Linked DNA regions of Pan troglodytes: region 1 is linked to region 2. The links are chromatin contacts, called in public HiChIP or PLAC-seq maps. All regions are on one chromosome and are shown on one strand. Each heading gives the region's core, a stretch centred on a gene start, on an enhancer-like site or on the middle of the called end of the contact. The rest is flanking DNA. Distances are from core to core; before and after follow the strand shown. Region 1 holds the start of POLR1C (RNA polymerase I and III subunit C). Region 2 holds the start of TTBK1 (tau tubulin kinase 1).

The links. HiChIP or PLAC-seq counts read pairs in DNA pulled down with a chosen protein or histone mark.
Region 1: an H3K4me3 HiChIP or PLAC-seq map of stem cell-derived excitatory neurons shows a contact between it and region 2, with 2.7 times the contacts expected there. The contact joins the promoter of POLR1C here to the promoter of TTBK1 in region 2.

What each region holds. Positions count from the first base shown.
Region 1 is chr5:49,407,431-49,411,303 of NHGRI_mPanTro3-v2.0_pri, reverse strand. POLR1C (RNA polymerase I and III subunit C) reads right to left here and starts at 1,308. Exons shown (of 9, transcript XM_016955581.3): 1 at 1,153-1,308; 2 at 954-1,025. The coding sequence starts at 1,221. It overlaps YIPF3 (Yip1 domain family member 3), which reads left to right and starts at 1,340. Exons shown (of 9, transcript XM_001138532.7): 1 at 1,340-1,604; 2 at 2,235-2,441; 3 at 2,629-2,735. The coding sequence starts at 1,524.
Region 2 is chr5:49,135,302-49,138,868 of NHGRI_mPanTro3-v2.0_pri, reverse strand. It overlaps TTBK1 (tau tubulin kinase 1), which reads right to left and starts at 1,331. Exons shown (of 15, transcript XM_016955558.3): 1 at 1,091-1,331.

The DNA.
Region 1 (3,873 bases), core at 59-2,558, 270 kb before region 2:
CCTTTACCAAAGCAATCATAAATTTACCTTCTATTCTACCTTTGCTGTATTTCTACCATCAGTCTTAGTTCATGTCTTCAACCTCAGCTTCCCTTACAACAGATCTGCCTGCTCCATATGATCCTCCTCAAACTCATTCCCTCCCAGGCATCAAGGTTGCAAATCTCATCATGTCTGCTTAAGAACTATTCAATCTCCCTATCATCAACAGTGCCCAAGACACACTTCAACCTTGCCTACCACTCATGCCAGAACTACTTGGACATTCCCGGAGCACACTTCACACAAGCCATAATTTTTTTTCAAGCATTAACCTTTTTCATTGTTCATACTTTATTCCTTGTATCAACAGGTTAAAAAAGTAAAATTTTCCCAAGCACTGATTTACAGATCATGTTTATAAGCTGCACGCAAAGGTCAGTTGCCTAAACGGTAACATTCAGTAATCTATTTAAATGCAATTTTAACCCTTATTTTAAGCTAAGTGAAACAATACAAAAGACTAAATACACACAAAACCTGTATATCCTGAACTTCACTGACTTGAAACAAACCCTTCATAATTTAACTCCTGTTCTTTTTTACTTACCATTCAAGGCTCAATTGAGATGTCGCCTCCTCTTGAAATGTTAAGTACCTCTCCGCCCCTCTTCCTGGTCTCAGCGGAATGCTCCCCACCCCAACCTGCCGTCTTCATCGCTATCAACCACCTTCACCATATTACACTAGATTCACTTGTTTATACACACCATTCCTCAACAAGACTGAACATCTTTGCAGAACTGGGTAGAAACCGTGTCTAATTTGGCCTGTAAACGGAGCGTCTAGCACATTGCTCAACAAACTTACAAACGGAGCGACCCCCAAGAGCAGCTTCTGAGACAGACACAGGCTGCTCAGACCACAGGGTCTGGCCTTCATAACCCTCCCCAGACAACTCCGGCCCCACTTACCTTCTCGAAGCGGTCCTGGTCCCAGGCATCATCATAACCGGAATAGTTACCGGGAAAGTCAGTAGTATGGACCTAGAGCAAAGGGACGAATTTGTCCACGAAGGGACAGTGAGCCCACGGCTATCCCCACGCCAATCCCAAGACCCATCCCTGTTCCGCTCTCATTCCTCCCGCCCGAGCTCAAGGCCACAAGGCTTACATTGCGAACTCCAAACTCCCCCAGAACCACGCGGCTCCGCATTTCCTCCACCGCCTGAGAAGCCGCCATCTTCAATCTCTCCACGAGACTAGAGGTTCTATCTCGCGCGTGCGTCCTAGTAGTCCTGCTCCGTCTCCGTGGCAACGCGCCGCCTCCTGGAATCTTAAATATCGCGAGATTTTGCCCCGCCCCCGTCCACGTCCCCAGCTTCCGGAAGTTGGTTTTGTCCAAACATCCGGGCTTCTCCTTTTTGTGTTCCGGCCGATCCCACCTCTCCTCGACCCTGGACGTCTACCTCCCGGAGGCCCAGATCTTGCCCACTCCGCGCGCGGGGCTAGCGCGGGCTTCAGCGACGGGAGCCCTCAAGGGACATGGCAACTACAGCGGCGCCGGCGGGCGGCGCCCGAAATGGAGCTGGCCCGGAATGGGGAGGGTTCGAAGAAAACATCCAGGTAATGGCCCCAAGGCACCAGCTGCCAGCAACCGGAGGGCCGGCGATGTCCAGAAGTGTCTTGGGGATTCCCCCTCTGGGCCTGGAAGTCCGCTCCATTTACAAAACTCTCTTCTTTGGGTCTTCGTGCACACTAAAGTCAGTGGATTTACATTGACCTGAAAGGGCCAGACTAGTACTCCAGCCTGAGGATCTCGGGTTTCAGGGCCCGCCCGAGGCATTAGGAAGAAGGTATTCTTGGAACAAGTTAGGAGGTTGGTCGGGGTCAGGCATGGAGTGGGGTTGGGTGGGATTCACTGGCATTCGCTGGAAACATACTATGTGTATAGTTTTGTTTGGGGCTTAGGAAAGAAGGAAATGGGTACTTTTTCAGCCTTTTAGTCTTTGATAGGTAACGTAGGAGAAAGACATGAATGGAAGACTAGTAGGTTTCCCAGGCTAGAAAAGATAGCCAAAGCTAGAAACCAGGCGTTCTGAGAGCATATGAGGGGGAATGGAGTGGCATGATCTGTAGTGATTCCAAGCCGTATCCTCAGCAGTGGAAGAACAAAGCCCTAAACCCTGGGATGAGCAGAGGACTTAATGGATGGAACAGAAAAGTCCTGCACTCTAGGAGCCATTGTCTTCACAGGGCGGAGGCTCAGCTGTGATTGACATGGAGAACATGGATGATACCTCAGGCTCTAGCTTCGAGGATATGGGTGAGCTGCATCAGCGCCTGCGCGAGGAAGAAGTAGACGCTGATGCAGCTGATGCAGCTGCTGCTGAAGAGGAGGATGGAGAGTTCCTGGGCATGAAGGGCTTTAAGGGACAGCTGAGCCGGCAGGTGGCAGATCAGGTAAGCAAGATTGAATCCTCTGCAGGTAGAAAAGTAGACCTAGGTATGTCCCGTGTTCTGGAATTGGTGTTGGTGATGTTCGCCCCAGGTTGTCCAGTTAGAACCATGTAGAAATCAAACGGAAAATAGGCAACAGGATCTAGAACCAACAGTACCACAATACCTATGCCCATCTTCCTTACTTCAGATGTGGCAGGCTGGGAAAAGACAAGCCTCCAGGGCCTTCAGCTTGTACGCCAACATCGACATCCTCAGACCCTACTTTGATGTGGAGCCTGCTCAGGTGCGAAGCAGGTGAGGAGCCTTCTCTTGAAGAAGCTTCCCTCCTAACACCTAGACCTTCGTGCACACTACAATCAGATTTCAAGCCCTGGGCTCTAGTGGGCTCCCCGTCTTCATGACCCCATCACCTCTCATCACTGCACCTGTCACTGAAACAAGTAATAATAGCACACCATCTTCCTCTTCTTTTCCATCTAACTGACTACTCATCTTCCCTCAAAACCTACCTCAGATGTCACTTCCTCTGTTCCACATTCCTCAATCCCATCCCCAGTTTGTTCTCTCCTGGTGTTCCTATAGAACTCTGTGCTTGCCAGCCGGGCGTGGTGGCTCACGCCTGGAATCCCAGCACTTTGGGAGGCCGAGGCGGGCAGATCACAAGGTCAGGAGATCGAGACCATCCTGGCTAACACGGTGAAACCCTGTCTCTACTAAAAATGCAAAAAAAATTAGCCGGGTGTGGTGGCGGGTGCCTGTAGTCCCAGCTACTCGGGAGGCTGAGGCAGGAGAATGGCATGAACCTGGGAGGCGGAGGCGGAGCTTGCAGTGAGCCGAGATCGTGCCACTGCACTTCAGCCTGAGCAACAGAGTGAGACTCCATCTCAAAAAAAAAAAAAAAAAGAACTCTGCGCTTGCCTCTAATAGACAGCACTTCACCACTGCTATCCTTTCTTATTCCTGGAATCTTCCTTCCAGAGACCAACAGCATCTCAAAAGCAGGCTCTGTCTTGTTTATCTTTATTCCCAGCACCAGAACAGTCTCAGAATCAAAATATCAGGGCATAGTTTTTGAGTGACTTTTCAAGAACTAGATTTAATCCTGGCTTGGTTTTTTTGTTCATCCTTTAATCAATGCTAATCAAATACCCAGGACCACTCAGCAAGTATTTATTAAGCATTTGCTCTGTGCCAGACGCTAAACTAATCGTATCTGGTTCAGTGGTGAAGATAGATGGGAGCCTTGCTCTTGAGTGCAGTTACAGTACAGTACTCATTCTATGATGGGGCACACAGGAGGGATATGTGAGCCAAAGCAGGTTGGTGGGTGGGACAGGACAAGTTTCCCAGAGGAAGTAAAATCTAGCTAAAATCCCAGGTATGATTAGGAGCTAGCCACTTGAGAGAAGAGGGAAGTGACTAAATTTTCATA
Region 2 (3,567 bases), core at 82-2,581:
AGCTAAACTGGGTGAACTCTGGTGGGCTTTCCAGTCCTGGGACAGTGGATCTGTTAGGTTGATAAGGAAAATTTGTGTCCTGCTCTCATTTTATAGATGAGCAAACCAAAAAGAAACAGATGAGGCAAGAGAAGGAAGAGTGGAGCCAGGAAGATAAATGAGGGTTACCTGCTTCTCCCTCTCCACCCTCCTTCTCTCTGTGTCTGAGGACTATGCTCAGCTGAGACTGGGTTGGATGATACAAACATGGGACACTTGGCTGCCCCGTTACTGCCGCCTCAGACCCCTATGTGCACATGGGGGCATGGGCGCATGGTGAAGGCGAGGGCTTATGCAGGAGTTTGTATGAATATCTGTCAGAGAGTGCAGGTAGGAGCATGTGGGGCCAGTGATGGTACACAGGGGTACGTGGAACTGGTGGGAGCTCATCATGACCTGTAAATACAAGTGTTGATGTGTAACTCTGCAAGGTGTCAGCAGGTGTGTGTGGGAATCTGGGAGCCCAGGTAAGGAGAGGTGATGGAGACTAGCGAGGGGTGATGGGAACAGGTGAAAGAGGTGTGGAGGGAGGCAGAGGGGAATGGCAGGGATGAGGAGCGACAGGATCAGAGGAGGGGAGTGGGTAGGATAGAGACCCGTGAGAGATAATGATGACAGGCAAGGAAGAGATAGGACCATGGGAGGAATCTCTAGGCACAGTTGAGGGGGTGAGGAAGTAGGTAAGAAGGCAGGTGGGAGGCATGGAGGGACTGAGGACAGGGAGGGAGGTTACGGAGACAGCCGAATGATTCGTCAGGGATGACAGGAGAGCCAGGGGTGAAGCCATGGGGACAGGGGACGGAGGTGAGTGGGGAGGAGCAAAGTGCCCGGAGGACGGGTTGGGGAGGGAGGTCTGTGTGCTGGGGACAGGGAGCGGCTCCAGGCCTCGGCGCGGCCCAGGCGGTGTAGGCCAGCGTCCCAGCCCAGCGGGCGGCGACGGCAGCGCGGAGGGGAGCCCAAGAAGGCTGCGCTGGGAGGCGAGCCAGGCGGAGCCCCCTGAGCCCACGAAGGAGCCCCCGCCCCGACCCCAGCCCGCCCCGCCCCGCCTCACCTGCTCTGTGCCCGCTGCGGCTGCGGCTGCGGCGGCGGCGGAGGCAGCAGCTCCGGGCGGCGCATCCCCCGGGGCCGGGGCGGGGCGGGGGCGGCTCAGTGCGGCGTTGGGTGACCCACTCCCTCCGGCGGCGGCGGCCTTCCGACCCGGATCATCCCGGCCCGGCCCGGCCCCGATCCTCCTTGGGCGACGGCGGCGGCAGCGGCAGAGCGGGGAGCTGCCCACAATGCACCGCGCCGCCAGCATCAGCACCAGCCCTGACATCACCGCCCGCCGCCCGCTCTGACATCACGGCTCCTCCTCTGACATCACGTTCCGACGGCCCCGCTCCGCTCTCCTCCAGCCCTGGGACTCTCTGGCTGTCCCGCTCCAGCTCTCAGGTTCTCCTTACAGCTCTCTGCCACTCGCTTGACTCCATCTCCCAGCACAGCCCCATCACTCCTTACCTGTTCCCATAAAACTCACCTGTCTCCATCACCCTTTATCTTCCCCACTCCCAGCATGTCTAAAATTCCTCACCTGACCCATCAGTCTCGCCTGATTCCCCACTCCATCCTCTACATGTTTATATCGCCTTCCTCTCAACTCATCCCCCTCTCCTGTACCCATCCTCCCATACGTCCCCATCACCCACCACTTCTGGGACCATCCCACACTCGCACCCACCACCCGTCATGTGCAATTCTCACCTCACCACCTATATGCTTTATCTTTTGGCTCAATCTGTGTCTCTCTTTCTTTGGCCCTTTCTTTCATTTGTGGACAAACTCTGCCATTGGTTTTTACTGCTTACCAAATAAGATGGACACTCTTTACTGTAACATCAAAACATCTTCCCAACATGGACCCATAAGGCCATTACTCCCCTTCTGACATGTTGGGTTACTCAACAACTCAACATTCCAACATTCCTTGAACAACAAATTCTGCATGCCGCCTGTCTCTTTCAGTTTCTTCCTTTTTTTTTTTTTGTTTTTTTTTGAAACAGGGTCTCACTCTGCTGCCCAGGCTGGAGTGCAGTGGCACAGTCTCAGTTTATTGCAACCTCTGCTTCCTGGACTCAAGCGAGTCTCCAGCCTCAGCCTCCCAAATATTTGAGACTACAGGCATGAGCCACTATCCCCGGCTAATTTTTGTATTTTTTGTAGAGACGGGGTTTCACCATGTTCCCCACGCTGGTCTTGAATTCCTGAGCTCAAAGCCATCTGCCCACCTTGGCCTCCCAAATTTCTGGGATTACAGGCATGAGCCATTGTGCCCAGCCAGTTCTTTCCTTCCTTAATGCCTTCAACAAATGCATCAGAGCAACTTCAATAATAATAACAACAACAATGGGCCAAGTGCAATGGCTCATGCCTATAATCCCAACACTTTGGGGGACCAAGGCAGCAGGATCGCTTGAGCCCGGGAGTTCAAGACTGGCCTGGGCAACATAGTGAGACCTCATCTGTACAAAAAATTTAAAAATTAGTTGGGTGTGGTGGTGTGCACCTGCAGTCCCAGCTACTCGGGAGGCTGAGGGGGGAGGATTTCTTGAGCCCAGGAGGTCAACACTGCAGTGAGCCGTGATTATGCTACTGCATGCCAGCCTGGATGACAGAGCGAGACTCTGTCTCAATAATAACAACAACAACAACAACAATTGCAGCAGTTATTTACTTCTGCCAGATACTACTCTAACTTTACATATGTTAATTGCTTTAATCCTGATGACAACCCTATGAAGTAAGAGTACTATTGTTATCCCTTGTTTTATAGATGAGGAAACTAAGATACAGACAGGTTAAGTAATATGCATTGGGTTACACAGCTAGAAAGTGGCAGAGCTGGAATTCAGTCCCTGGCTCTGGAGTCCATGGTTCTAATCACCACATTGGGAGGAAAGATCATTGAGCCTGCAAGAGTAGTCAGGGAAGGCTTCTTGGAGGAGGTACATTCAACTGTAATTTGAGGAATTAGTAGAATTAGTAGAAGTTTGCCAACAGACAAGTGGGACCAGGGCAGAGCATGAAAGAGACTTCCAGGCTGAGAAGACAGCATGAGATGAGGCTGGGGCGGGCGTGTGCAAGATCATGAAGGATCTTGTGTGCAGTGCTAAGAAGATTAGATTTTATCCATTTGGTTTTTGGAAGTGTAGTGGATACTGTGGAGAGCCATTCAGATCTCCCTCCAGAATGTAGGTGCTTATTCTCCCAGATATGAGATGTTGAAGGCTGACTGCTTTCAGCTGACTTGTTCTCTGGGAATTGCCCTTGGCCAAGGGAGCTGCCTCATCCAAGATCATACCCCCTTCCTGGGACATCCCACATCCAGTTGATGAGTATAAAGGCCTGACCCCCTTGCTTCAACTGGGGACAGCTCTGAAGGGATATCCTATTTTCAAAATTAATAGGGACAGCTGAGGCTTCTATTGAGACTATATCAGAGCTCAACTTCCCCTTCCATGCAACCTTGCCTTCTTCAGTCCTCCACAGAGG